Linked DNA regions of Mus musculus: region 1 is linked to region 2. The links are chromatin contacts, called in public HiChIP or PLAC-seq maps. All regions are on one chromosome and are shown on one strand. The core of a region is the stretch at or near the end of the contact, and the rest is flanking DNA. Distances in the headings are between cores, read along the strand shown. Region 1 overlaps Nab1 (Ngfi-A binding protein 1). Region 2 has its middle 11 kb from the start of Gm23460.

Evidence for each region. HiChIP or PLAC-seq counts read pairs in DNA pulled down with a chosen protein or histone mark.
Region 1: a contact with region 2 is called in a BATF HiChIP or PLAC-seq map of CD8 T cells, with 5 read pairs. The contact joins two enhancer-like sites. A contact is called at or near these places in 7 of 484 Hi-C or Micro-C datasets (B cells, centroblasts, cortical neurons and 3 more), 3 of 115 datasets of contacts at active chromatin or transcription factors (CD8 T cells, extraembryonic endoderm stem cells and heart atrium) and 3 of 9 other capture datasets (adipose tissue, liver and pancreatic islet).

Annotation. Positions count from the first base shown.
Region 1 is chr1:52,484,655-52,492,070 of GRCm38.p6, forward strand. It overlaps Nab1 (Ngfi-A binding protein 1), which reads right to left. Exons shown (of 8, transcript NM_008667.3): 2 at 5,267-6,101. The coding sequence starts at 6,082. Among named protein-coding and RNA genes, the nearest start is that of Nab1, 12 kb to the right of the region's middle. Within about 2 kb of position 5,312, at least 8 of the 459 cell types and tissues checked have an H3K27ac peak or open chromatin away from gene starts, as enhancers often do. A contact at or near this core is called in CD8 T cells, where this site is marked.
Region 2 is chr1:52,429,508-52,437,058 of GRCm38.p6, forward strand. No RefSeq gene overlaps it. Among named protein-coding and RNA genes, the nearest start is that of Gm23460, 11 kb to the right of the region's middle. Within about 2 kb of position 1,749, at least 41 of the 459 cell types and tissues checked have an H3K27ac peak or open chromatin away from gene starts, as enhancers often do. A contact at or near this core is called in CD8 T cells, where this site is marked.

The DNA of each region.
Region 1 (7,416 bases), core at 4,062-6,561, 59 kb after region 2:
AGTTCCTTCAGTTCTTTCTCTAAATCCTCCACTGGGAACCCTGTGATCAGTTCAATAGTTGACTGCGAGCATCTGCCTCTGTATTTGTCAGGCTCTGGCAGAGCCTCTCAGGATTCAGCTATATAAGTCTCCTGTCAGCATGCACTTCTTGGCATCCACAATAGTGTCTGGGTTTGGTGACTGTATATGGGATGGGTCCCCAGGTGGGGCAGTCTCTGGATGGCCTTTCCTTCAGTCTCTGCTCCATACTTGTTTCCGTATTTGCTCCCATGAGTATTTTATTACCCCTTCTAAGAAGGACCAAAGTATTCACACTTTGGTCTTCCTTCTTCTTGAGCTTTATGTAGTCTGTGAATTATATCTTGGGTATTCTGAGCTTCTGGGCTAACATCCACTTATCTGTGAGTGCATACCATGGGTGTTCTTGTGTGATTGGGTTACCTCACTAGGATGATGCTTCGGTGGAATTATCATTTACTTGCTGACTACTCTCCTTTCCTTTTTCATCATAAAGCTTTAGAGTCCTTTAAGCAAAAGCAGAAGATGCTATCTGCAACCAATACCACGCACTGCAAACTCCCAAGGTACTTATGTTTCTGCACACTCTCTGCTACACTGCTGTTCACTCTACTTCTCATCATCCATTGACTCGCCATCCAGAGCACACTGCCTGCCTACTTTACCATCTCCGGTCTCCAACTGTACCTCTGGATACCTGAAATAATCTACCTGCTGAAATTCCTAGTACCACATCTGCAGCTGTCCCTTGTCCCTCAGTGCCGGCCCCATGCCAAGAGTATGTATGGTTCTAAGCTTTGTCATTGCACAGGAGTATGTATGTATGTGTATATCAATTACCTATTCCTAATTTTAAAAGCAAAAGTATAGGACAACGTTCTATTGTATAATTCTTTACCATACAGGATACAATGCTTTTAGAGACAAATACAAAAGTGTTAATAAGAAAAAATAATCCTACAGTCTTGGCTAGAGTTAATTTTTTTCCCAGGTGTCAGAGGTGCTGGTAACCACTAGGAACCACAGACAGCATTTAGCTTTGAAAGATTTAAATAAAAGCATCCAGGATTTTATAAAGAAAATTCTCTGAACAGTTAGATGGAGCCAAGGAAGTTACATATTCCCTTATTTGGAAACTGAAAATAAACTGGTAACTTTTTTTTTTAATCTTATATATTTAGAAATACTAAAATGTCTTTCTCTGACTTATGTAGTTAATATTTTCATGATTCCTGAAAGGGCATGACAGCACTACTTTTTATTCTCAGATAATTTCAGACTTCCAGTGTTCTCCGAGGTCTGCGAGAGGCTGGGAGCTGAAGAGAAATGCATTCTACAGCCTGTACCTTCATCCACATTATTGGATTACATTCACCCGCTGGAACCACAGTGAACAAGAGCTGTCCAAGATGAAGCCCAGAAGCAAGGCAACTTTCCCAAAGCCCCACCCCACCTCTTGACAGCCAGCACTCATTTTGAGCACACCCTTATTCAGAGATACTTACACACCATCAGAACCTACTTAGCTAATGAAGCAGAGGGCCCTGTAGTGAAAACAGAGCATACAAAAAAGAATTCTTCTAGGGGCTGGTGAGATGGCTCAGAGGTTAAGAGCACTGGCTGCTCTTCCAGAGGTACTGAGTTCAATTCATTGCACCCACAAGGTAGCTCACAACCATCTGTGATGAGATCTGATGCCCTCTTCTGGCCTGCAGGCATATATGCAGGAAGAACACTATACATAGAAGTAAATAAATGAATGTTTAAAGAGAATCATAATGCTTTTGAGTTGTTTAATATAAGGAAGGATTTGTTCATAGTGAAAATGATTTATAAAAATTACTTTTATTTGATAAAAGTATGGGTTTTCCACTTAGTTTTGTGTTTCACCTGAAAAACTTTAAAAGTCACCTAAAAATAGGTTAGGGCATGAGACTAAAATCCCTAACACATGTTACCCTTTCCTACCAATTACAGATTTCCAGTTGGATACCTTTATTGTTTACAGGTAACAAAAAAGCATAAAAGAGCATGGGAATCCCACATGGTCCCTGTGAAACACTTGCAATCACTGTGCAAGCTAACTTCAAAAGAGTCCAAGTCACAGACTTGATGTGATTTCAGTCATTCTTTTATTTTTTTTAATTTTTAAAAAAAATTTAGTTGACTGTGAGATGGCTTAGCAGCAGGTAAATGTGTTTGTCACCAAGCCTGAAGACCTGAGCTCAATCCCTGGCAGCCTCATGGTGGAAGGAGGGTACAAACTCCTGAAAACTGTCTTCTGACCCCTGTAATCATGAACTTCAGCCTTCATAGCCAAAACCATTTATTTTAAAAGACCAGATGGTAAAATTGCTGAAAACAAGATTAACATACAAAATTCAGCCAGTGATTCATTAAAAATGTAGTGAGAGCAAAACTCATTTACATCAACCTGTACATCTTAGAGCAAGGAAAAACTATCTATATGTAATATAGAGTTTCAACATATAAGAATTTGGCCAAATAAGAAATATGCAAAATACATGGACCTAAAAGAAATATAAAATTAATCACCTATGTAATTAGGTAACTAAAAGAAATATAAAATTAATTACTAATGTAATTAATAGGAAATCTAATAGGAAAAAACATATACTGTACTAACCTATAGGTTCCATTACTATAAATATGACATCTCTTACCAAGTTAACTTACACATAAAACATTTCTAGTCAAAATAACACTTCTTTTAGAAACTTGATAAATGTACCAAGAATTTTATTTGGAAGAAAAATGTATAAGATTAACAAAACCATAAAAAGAAAACCAAAACAAAGAAAACCAGAAAAGCAAGAATAATAAAGAAATATGTGTTTTTCTGTGCAACAGACTGCACTGTACTGTAAAGGAACTCAGTTGAATTGAGTCTATCCGAGTGAGGGATATAAAGGTCAACTGAACCTTGCAGGATCAGATGAACAGATAAGACTGAGTAAAACCAAACTCACATGTGATAAACCAGTCAACTGTCAAAGGAAGGACGACTACGGGGGAAACAGTATTCTATAAGACAAAGGGCTTGCGTCCATAAAATAGAAGGAGTTCTTGTTTTACTTGTTTTTGGTTTTTGTTTTGTTGTTGCTTTGTTTTCTTTGGTTTGAGACAGAAAGGGTCTGACTATCAAACTCACAGAGATCTGCCTGCCTCTGCCTCCTGAGTGCTGGGATTATGCCCAGAACCAGTCAATTTTTCAAAAGACAACTGAACTACTAAAATAGTTCTATGGACAAAAAACCTGATCATGTGTTATAGGAAAAGAAACTCATCCTCACAAGGAAAAGCAAACCTGAGTCTCAGTTTCCATCCACTGAGACTGGTAGAGATTAAAGTGTAAAATGCATTACTAGCAAGTGTGGATAAACAGACATTTGCATAGCAATGATGGGGGCATGGTTCTAGCTTTTTAGAATTCGAGTTGGAAGCAATTAGCAGTGGACTGAAATATTACATCTGCATAGTCCTTGATCCCATAATTTACATGTTGGCATATATTCTGCAGAAGAATATGCACAAGACTATAAAAGGGTATGTATGATTGGGGCTGGCTCAATAGTTAGAAGAGCATAGTGTTCTTGCAGAGGACCCTTGTTCGATCTTCCCGCTGCCTAGAACCCCAGCTCCATGAGGTCTGACACCTGTGCCCTCTACAGGTACGAACATACCTACACAGTAGAGCCACAGACGTAATTATAAAACAACAAAAAATGTTAAGGGTGTTATAATATTCACACACTAGTGCACAAGCTTTTTAAACTGGGAACAATCTAAACAGCATTGGAAAGAGTTATGATGAATAACGGCCCATAAGGCCGTGCACAGATGAACCAGGCAGCTCCCTGGGGCAGCATGGCGTTTCACCACCAACAAAGGGATCTGGAGAACAGTTTGTGAAACATGAACTCAGGTTTGTCCATGTAAAGATAAGTCTGTGAAAGTTTACAAGTCAGTAATTTACATCTTTTTATGTCAGAATACCTTCACAGTGAATATATATTCCTTTCCATATTAAAGCACAAGACTGGGGAGAGAAACATTATGTTGAATGAAATACTATAGTCAACCTAATATTTTTTCTGAAGGTTTTCTCCTTTCTTCTAAAGGGTATGTGGTTATTTTAAAAATCTCATTATGAAAGTCTTTTTCACTTCTGAAAATGAATCAGTTTCTACGCACTCACTGGACACATTAGACTCTAGGAAGAAAAAAAAAAGACATTATCCAGCAAAGGACAGACCAGGATGCAATACATTACAACAAAGTGTTCTAGAGCTACTGAGGCAGGAGGAGATACATGATGAAAAGGGAAAAAGGAGATAGATGTGACGTCCTACTTTGAGGAAAAGATCACAGCAAAGACAAGCTTCTATCTGCATTGAATAATCAGGACAGGTGCCACACAGACAAACAAGAAAAAACAAGAAAGCGCAAAGATGTATGCACATACTCAAATGATGTGTGCTTGGGGTGGGGTGGGGCGTGAGTGAGTGAGTGAGTGTGTGTGTGTGTGTATATGTATGTTCACGAGTGTGTGCGCTTAAGCAGAACACTCTGGATAAAGTGCTGTGGAGATGAAACAATGAGCCCTTTGTATGCTAATCATTTAGCTAAAACAAGAGTCAAAGCTACACTCTCAATTCCAACCTTCATCTAACACAACTTTGTTATTCACACTAGCTGGAAATTGCCTTATGTTCTGGTCATTTTATGGTTTGCTTTTTTTCTTTTTTTTAAATAAAGGTTAATAAGAAAGTTTTTAAAATGAAGATCCACTCTTAAAATCCGTTTATTTCTTAACTAAGAAACAAATCACATTGCAAACACAAAAGGTATGCTTCACTGCTTGAATTCTGGCCTGTTTCTAAAACCTACCTTATACTGTAGTTTTAAAACTCAAATGTGTTTGAGTTCAACAGAAGGCAGCCCTAGGGCAATAAACAGCCTCTGCTCAGAACAGAGCTGTTACACTTCAGCATTCTCAGGGCTGCTCTAGTAGTGTTCCTCCCTGAAACTCATTAACCAGCACCCTGCAGTGGACAGCAGCAAACACAAGTATGCACTCCAACACCACACACACACACACACACACACACACACCACAAACACTATCTCCCACCCTGACCACACCCCCCTATACACACACACACACACACACACACACACACACACACACACACACAGGGACACATACACCAGGCTCCTTACTTACCTCATGCAATGTAAGGTGTTTGCCATCCTTTCTTTTGGAGTCAAATCGCCCATAGATGGCGCTGTACTTTCTAATCTCCTCCTCTTTGTGTGGGTCTTCGTCACTCATCTCAAATATGTGACCGATCATTTTGGCCAACTTCTTATTGTTCTTCAGCAGCTCCTTCACTTCACTCAAGTCACTTTTGGGCAGTGTGGGGGCCATCCGCTCCACACACTCGGCCACAGAGAGTGCAGCTGCAGCATCCAGGGCTTCGCTGCTTTCCTTTGGAGAGGCCGGGGAGCCCAGGTCTGCTGGGGAGAGACTATGCTCGCTTTCAGTGGCATGATGTCCTTGCCAGAGTCTGGAATCGCTGACACTCTGCAGTGCTAAACTTCCCACTTCTGACTTGCCCTGACCCAAGCTCTGCACACAGGTGGTGGCGGCACATTTAGGGATTTTTAAATGTGGCTCTCGGGAGCTGCTACTCCTTTCATAACTATTGCAGGATATCCCCAGCCATGTTGGCGATCCCTCTGGTAATTTATAGATGGGTATGCTACTGACAGGAAGTGAAGTCAATGGCTGATTGAAAAGGCCAGGATTTGTAACCCAGTCTCTCAAAGCCTTCTGAAGCCTTCTAACGTGAAGGGGCTTGCTTGCCATGCCCACAAGTGCCATTATTTCCAAAAATTCCTCTTCTCCAGCTTCACACAGTTGCTGGACATCATCACCACCTTGTTGGATAAAGGCATCAAAGTAAGAAAGCAGGTTGGCTTTTTGCAATATTCTATACAGCTGCAGCTCCCCCAGGGTCCTAGGTAAGGCTGTGGCCATTACTGTGGATGGGCTTAACCTACAAAAAGAAGGAAAGACTCATCACATGTTCTTCAACCTTTTTAAATGGCTTGCAACATTGTATTATTTTGATAGCAACATCTCATTATTTAGAAAGCAACATGGGCAAAACAAGACACAAAGTATCTGCAAAGCAACTGGTAGTTCAAGATGCACCCCCCAACACACATACTTTATCCAGCTCTATTCTTCATAACTCAGAAAATCGGTTGCTAAACTGACCTACATTTTCAAAGGAAAACAGCTATTAAACACAAACTAGGAACTCAGACCAACGCTCAAAAAGGGTTTATCCCATATTTTCATCTTTGCATTTTCTTCCCTTCAGGGTATGGACATGATGGCGAAGATGAATTTTTATTCACCAGCAGGAAGTTAAGACACATCACCATTCACTGAACTGTTATTTTGTAACAGGCAACATAATGAATACTACTAGTATGCCTAATCTTCCTGTAAACCCTCCAAGACAGAGTTATTTATAAATCTAGCCAGTGAAAGATTCCAATGTAAACTGAAGATAAGAAAACAGGTGTTCTACTAGAGCTGGGTGGGTAAAGGAATGAGGGAGAAACGGTGATCATTTAGGCATGTAGGATACAGAAGAGGCAGGGTTATCACTTATCAACACTCCCATGAGCTCAGAAATGAGTGCTGGCCAAGAACTTCCATTAAGCAAAGCAACCTTGTAAGCAATGCACCCATGGATTAAAATGAGACAACCACAGAAGCGCAACACATGAACACCATGGAGGCAAACGGAAGACCAACTCTGCTGGCCTGGAGGAAGCTGAGTGGAGACAACAGAAGCAGAGATACTAGGAGTACACTGGAAAACAGAAAGTTACCGTGCCTGGACTTGTTTTGAAAGCCACCAACTAGAATGCTACAAAAATCACAATCTCGGCCACTCCACTACAGAGTCTATCACTCTAAGCACTAATGTAGTCCTATCTCCCAAGACCTTTCAATTATCCACATTTTGATCAACTACCAACCTTCTCCAACTTCCAATAGAGGCAATGGCTCTCTGTTTACATGGACTAGCACAGGCATAGATTAAAATATATATAGAGAGAGTGCCCAATTGCTTCTGCTAACACCTGGGGAAAAACCACCTGGTGTGCCTTTGAAAACCACTTTCCTGAGACCCTCAGTTCCTGTGTGAGATTTTTGATTTGGCAAATGAGGCAAACTGTACAAGAAGATTCTCACTCTATACATCGAGGCAACAAAACCTGCATGCTCTGTGAGCGTCTCAAGACTTCGGGTCTACTGACACAGTCGCTCCATCTCAGTCCCCTGAGTAAAAG
Region 2 (7,551 bases), core at 499-2,998:
TTCCTTTCTCCTTATAAGGTCATGTCTAGCAGCACCTGGAATCCCTCCCTATGCAAATGAGGCATGCCCAGCACCCTGGCCAGAGCCAATGATATACACTCTCTCCTATAGCCCCTACTCACCCTCTAAAAGATTTAAATGGCCTTTGCTCTCTCAATGAACCAAACTCATTCTCTGAAGCTGTTCCCAGGTATGCGTTCTTTGCTCAAGCACTCGCAGCCAACCACGATCCTGACTGCACTCTTCCACACTGGGCTAAGCTCCTTACCCTCTAGTCCAGTCTTGTGTGCAATGGTCCCCGGCTACCCCAAGGGAGAATCGGACCAGACGACAATTGTTTGCTCTAAAATTGGATATGTGTCTGATTTTACTAGGAGATGAGCGCTTTATGGCCTTCCATTCTGACTTTTGAAGACCCTGGTTCTTAAGGTTTCTTTTCTCCAAGTTAAATGTCCTCATCTTCACTTGATTCTCTTGTTCATCCAGACTGTAAGCGGCATTTTACAAACATACAAACCCTGGGAAAACTCCTGCCTGCCCATGGTGCTTTCTGTTCTTTTCATATTTCGTTTGCCCTTCCCTGTATCCCACCCCCACCTCCTTCCTCCTGTCCACTTTCTCTCCATTCAGTTTCAGACTTGGTAGAGGAAACATCAGAGGAAGTTTTCCCTCTAAGCTTAAAGCTTTTTTATTTAGTCCAAGATGGAGATCAGTGGACAACCAGTATAAGATGCTGTTGGAGAATTCCCCAAATTCTCTCACTGCGACTCATCTCTTATCTGTCTTTTGCAGAAGGTTTGCTGACTGGAGACACTGCCTGAAAGTGAAGTTCAGCTTTTTGGTCACTTCCCACAGCCACTGTGATGAGTGTCTGCTCTGCAAACTCCCTTCCTTCACCACCCACCACTGTGGTCCCAGCCTCTGCTGCTTCAACTTCAGGGGGGTTTAAAAAAAAACCCTATCAACTAAAGGGGTATAACAAACCTTTATCAGTCTTTTTAATTCTTTTTCCATTCTAGCCACATACATACATGGCTTAGTGATTAAGAACACTCGATGCTTTTGTAGCGCATTGGAGTTCACTTCCCAACACCCACACAATAGCTCATAGCCATCTGTAAGTCCAGTTATAGGGATCTGACTTCTTCTGGCCTTTGAGGACATCATGTGTGCACCTGGTACACATACATACATGCATATGGGCAAATGAAATACACATAAAATAAAATCATGTGTGTGTGTGTGTGTGTGAGAGAGAGGGAGAGAGAGAGAGAGAGACTCATGATGAGGAGAGTAAAAATCACGTGAGCTTGCAGGTGGTCGCTTTGAAACTGAAAAAATCATGGTTGGTTTCTCTACTTCCTGTTTTAAGAACATTCAGTGTGGCTGTTGTATTATAATGAAAAAGATCATATTTGAAATGCTAACATAATTAAATTAATAGAATTTTTAAAAAGGTTTAGATTATTCAATTATATACATGTTCTATTTGTGTTATGTAGAATTCTTTCTGCCTCACATTGAGATAAGCATTCCAAACTATAATTGATATAGGTCTATCAGATTTGCTTGCCAAGCTTCATCTTGAGTTCTTTTTTGCTGAGGACTCCAGCAAAACGTAAAAATAGGCAAGCAGGACCCCTCACTAACTGTCCCTTAGAGAAAGCTTGACTGGTCAGAAGAATTGAGCTGTCCCTGGTGGCAGCAGTGCACATGGTCCAACCTGAGGGCATGAGTGTTGGAAAGCTGGCCCCACCCTCATCTCCTGTGGAGTGGTGTAAGTAAGCGAGAGATGCTCTCTTTCCCTCACCTCACCCCTCAGGGCCTGTGGCAGGCAGGTGAGTTGGTCCTGCCTTTTCCTGGCTGCAACACTCAGGAGAATGAGCCCTGCACTTCACTTGGGCAGCACACTAGGGCTAGTCCTAGTGGAGAAGATATGGGTGAGCGGGCCCAAAGGTATGAAAGCAGGAGAGCTGACCCTTCTTGTAGGCTGTGGCTCTGGGTGAGCTAGCCAGAGCAATGCTGTAGCACTCACCTGTTGCAGAAAATATTAAAAATGAAATGGCTCGTTCCAGCGCTTGTGCCGGTAACTCTCTGCTTCGGCAGCCTGCTGGCCATGCACTGGCCGGCAATGCCCCCCACCCCTCCCCAGCCTTTGTGGTGCACACCTGGTAAACCCACACTCTGCCACCATACCTTTCTCTCTTGAACTCAGTCGAACAGCCACGTGAAGGAAAATGCCACACAGACTTAGCTCAGAAACCATGGTAAATCGTTTTGCTGGGTACAAAACTCAAATCCTAATCAATAAGTAAGCCTTATTAAATCAAAATCCTCCAGTGGCGAATCCTGACGGATCGACCACTGAAACTGGGAGACACTCATAATTACATCTTGTCCTCACGCTATCCCTGTCAAAAAGGACCTCTCTCCTTCCTCTCTTCCTCCGTCCAACCCGGAGGTCCCTCCTATTCACCCAGTGATTGGCTCCTTCACTCGTTAGGGGATTGGTTCACAAGAAGTCTTCTGAATACATGTGACTCACTCCTTATCCGAAGCCCCTCCCAGGAGAGTGGAATTAGCATACAAACTGCACCAGGCTCATCCACAACACTCACCCTGACTTTGCAGGCACAGGAGAGCTGGCAGGCTGACCAACTCAGCTACCTCTCAGGCCCAGGTAGGGCCCAGATTCAGGGCATTGAGTTGACCCACACCAACATCTGATCTGTCTATGAACTGCTGGAGCACGTGAAGGGCCTGATCCTACAGATCCAAAGCTGCAGGATCACCATTACACAGAACAACAACAGGGTATTGAGTGAGCATCCAGTATTGATAGTGTAGTAGAAACCAGAGACCTTGAACCAGACCAATGGCTCACTGCAATGAACATTTGCACGTAAAGAAGTCTGGACAAAGGGTATACTGTGGGACAAACTGTGACACACTACAGCTTCCGTGACAAGATTTTTTTTCTATCTTATTTTATTTTCTGTTGGTGGCAGGCATTCAGGTGGAGGTGTAAGCTGAAAGGGCAGAGGGTGGATACAAAGGCATGGGAAGATGAGTGCGTTGGAGTGTGTGGTGTGAAATCCACAAAGAATCAATACAAGTTTTTTTCTTTTTTCTAAAATAGGCAAGCAGGCCTTTTCTTTTCTTTTTTTTAAATATTTTTTATTACATATTTTCCTCAATTACATTTCCAATGCTATCACAAAAGTCCCCCATACCCTCCCCCCCACTTCCCTACCCACCCATTCCCATTTTTTTGGCCCTGGCGTTCCCCTGTACTGGGGCATATACAGTTTGCGTGTCCAATGGGCCTCTCTTTCCAGTGATGGCCGACTAGGCCATCTTTTGATACATATGCAGCTAGAGTCAAGAGCTCCGGGGTACTGGTTAGTTCATAATGTTGTTCCACCTAAAGGGTTGCAGATCCCTTTAGCTCCTTGGGTACTTTCTCTAGCTCCTCCATTGGGAGCCCTGTGATCCATCCATTAGCTGACTGTGAGCATCCACTTCTGTGTTTGCTAGGCCCCGGCATAGTCTCACAAGAGACAGCTACATCTGGGTCCTTTCAACAAAATCTTGCTAGTGTATGGAATGGTGTCAGCGTTTGGAAGCTGATTATGGGGTGGATCCCTGGATATGGCAGTCTCTAGATGGTCCATCCTTTCGTCTCAGCTCCAAACTTTGTCTCTGTAACTCCTTCCATGGGTGTTTTGTTCCCAATTCTAAGGAGGGGCATATTGTCCACACTTCGGTCTTCATTCTTCTTGAGTTTCATGTGTTTAGCAAAGTGTATCTTATATCTTGGGTATCCTAGGTTTTGGGCTAAAATCCACTTATCAGTGAGTACATATTGTGTGAGTTCCTTTGTGAATGTGTTACCTCACTCAGGATGATGCCCTCCAGGTCCATCCATTTGGCTAGGAATTTCATAAATTCATTCTTTTAAATAGCTGAGTAGTACTCCATTGTGTAAATGTACCACATTTTCTGTATCCATTCCTCTGTTGAGGGGCATCTGGGTTCTTTCCAGCTTCTGGCTATTATAAATAAGGCTGCTATGAACATAGTGGAGCATGTGTCCTTCTTACTGGTTGGGACATCTTCTGGATATATGCCCAGGAGAGGTATTGCGGGATCCTCCGGTAGTACTATGTCCAATTTTCTGAGGAACCACCAGACTGATTTCCAGAGTGGTTGTACAAGCCAAGCAGGCCTTTTCTTAAGAGGAGTATAAAATTGAACTTAGGAGTATAAAAAAGTATATCTCTAAAATTATACTGGGTTCTGCAGTAGGTTTGAGAGGGCTAAATCTTTCCTTTAACAGTTTCCAGCAGCAACTACCACAGGAAGGCCATTTGCTTGTCCTGGGTTCCTGTATCTTCATTCTAAGGTAATCTGAATCTTGTAAAGTTGTGGAATAAATGCACACCAAATTACTGATGTCTTTTCTGAAAATATAGTGCACTACAGTTGGGGTTCTAAGATCAAAACTTACTGTTGCTCTAATTTTCTAGAACAATCCATGACAGAAAGCTGTTTCAGCATGTATATCATGCATAGCTGAATGCTACATTTCACCAAATACTTAAGCTATCAGAATCAAATTGCTGCATTTCTCGAAGATATGTGTGGCAATGCAGGTTGTAAAAATACACCATTGAAGGAAGCAGCATTGATCCATGAGGTTGTTGTTTAACCATGTCTCCCCTGCAAACCGCCCCCTCCCAGCCCCCAGCCCTGAGAGTTGTGAAATCAGACCCTTAACTCATTATAGTAGTAAAGGTGGCTGCTTCTCAGTACAGTGATCAAGAAAGCTCTTCCTCATTCTGACCCCCATCTTTGAAGGGTTTGCCCGGTGCTGGCAACTTCTGCTGAGTTGTCTGGCTCAGCAGGCTCTCTGCTTGTGACGTCTCACAGATCATACATTGGTTCTCCTCTGATTGTTCTAAGGATGCAGCTGAAGATCTCAGGTGATTTCTGAGCTGGTTTCCATCCTTAAGATGGTTCTAAAAATGTGCTTTCTGTAAAAATATCTCCTTGAGCTGAGCATAGCGACAGAGGCCTGTAATTCAACTACTAGGCGGAAAGGAACTCAGCTGGAGGGCAGCAGAGGCTACAGAGTGGATTCGGGGGCAGCTTGGGCAAATTGGTGAGGACAGGAAACAAAATAAAAAGTAAAAAGAGGGCTGGGGACAGTTCATCTATGAATGAAAATGACATGTCTGCCATAGGGTGCTACACAGCTTACATTATCAAACTGGAAACACAAGTGCTTGCACATGTGGCAGGCTAGAATTTAGAGAGTCTCATAAACAATTCTTATCATTTCATTGATTTTATAAACTAAACACAAAGTTGGCCTAAGATAAACCTTCCAAAGCCATTAATGAACTGCTGTCTCTGTGAGCTGTAGATTTTTTTGTCTTTCTAATTTTGATGTTGCTTCTTGATTATAATAGTTATCATCAAAAGAAATTGGTGCTGTATAAACATGTCTCCTAATTAGCCAATTGTCTTCAGAGAGGTTCATGCTAAGAGTGTTCTGAGGAAGAAATTTCTGTACTTGACACTTGTGGGTGGTGATGTAGCCCATCTCACACCAGAGGTTCTTCGTGGGTCATCTACCTTAGCCCTTCAGAACCTCTGACCATGACTGATTAGCACCATGCTGGCTCTAGATTTTGGCCCTCAGTCTGCCATTGAACCTCCACATCCATCTGGATACTGGATTTAGCACCTGAGAGTCTTAAAGGCAAAGTTTTCGTGTCTGGGCCTGGAGCATCAACCATGGATGAGAAGAGATGCACAGCTCCTGAGCACTAACCACACTGTATGGGAGTCTGCAATTTTGCCCATTTCTGGCTTCCTTGGGGATGTATAGATAGTGTATGATTTGGATGTATGGTATCTTCCATGTGGTAAGGGCTTCCTCTCCAGCTAGTGGCTATTCAGAGATAAATGGACCATGAGGAACCAACCTCATCAGTGCAGTACTCCACTAATGAGTGATAGTTTGAGGGCATCTTGAGGAAGTGGTGAAAACTTAGGAGACAGGACTAGTTAAAGGACGCCAGATGCTGCTGGGGGTGAGGCATGCTCTGCAAAGGTCTATTTTGTTACCTTCATCTCCAGTTTCTCTCCATTTCTCGTCTGCCAGAAGGTGGTGTGACTTGACTCCATCAAATACTTCCTGACAGGGTTTCTTTCTCAAAATGCTCAGCCCAGAAGCTGCAAAGCTACAGAAACATGAACTAAAACTTCTAAAACGGTGTGCCCCTATGGTGCCTCCTCCCTAAGTGCTTTCTTCAGGTGTGCTGTGACCAGGGTGGAGAGTGACTAACTCAGGCACCACGTAGGTGAGATCAGCGACACCCACAGGCTTCTTAAGTCTAATCCATGGGTGAGCAGATAAAGACAGATCCTTCTCCCTCTGGGAGATTTGATCCAATCTGGTTTAGGAGAAAGGATTTGCAGGAAATAGGATTCCTTCCCATCTGGTGGTTCTACGTCTTATTCTTATCAGTGCTTGCAACTATAGAACAAAGTTATTTTGGGGAGGATTTGTAGTGTACAGCGTGATTCCTTCAGGGTGAGCAAGCAGGGATATTTATAGCTGCCTCGTTTTGTTGCTTTAATTTATGTATCTGAAAGAGTCTGCTCTAATTGTGGGTGATTATCAGGAGGGAACTATGTTCTCGTGTGCCTCAGGGGATTGTTTGTGGGCTTATAGTTTTAAATAGCTCACTTATTCCCCAGTGGGTAGAAAAATCAATTTTATGGATCTTCAAACATAGATGAGCACCACCGTGAATAATAAAGCTAAATATTAAAGTGTTATTAGTGCATTCTACATCTGCTTTATAGGTTTCTCTTTTAGTCTAGAATCACTATATTATATTAAGTACTTTCAAGAGTATTGCTTGCATAATGTAATACAAAGGGGAATTTCAACACACGGTATGGGTTACTAGACTAATTGAGAGTGGTTGTGCCGTGATGGCGGAGACACAGTCCCAAGCAATGAAGACCCTTAAGGCCTGAGGAATGGCAGGACTGTTTACACTATCTGCAAATGGCCTTTTGGAAACATTATGTGCCCAAGAAAAGCTTACGAACTATTTCAAAGCATTTGGTACATGTACCCCCTCCAATCCAGTCCTCATGATAGAGTTGTTTTGTTTTTTTTTGTTTTTGTTTTGTTTTATCAAAAATTATTAAATGGAAAAAAATGAAGGTAATTCTTAAAAACTGAAATGCCATGGTGTTTGTTTTGTTTTGTTTTGTTTTGTTTGTTTTTTGCTAGTTTCAGATTATACTTAGAAACCCCTGTCTGTGTAGCACTGAGAGTTAGGGATTTGGGGGTAGCCACTAGATAGTCCCAGATGCCAGGGAAGCAAGAGGCTCCCAGGACACAACGGGGATGACTTTAACTGAAGTACCCAACAAAGGGGAGAGAGAACCTGTAGAGACCACCTCCATAAATAGGCACTGCCCCCAGTTGAGGGATGGGGTGACTCACCCGTCTCAAAAATATCA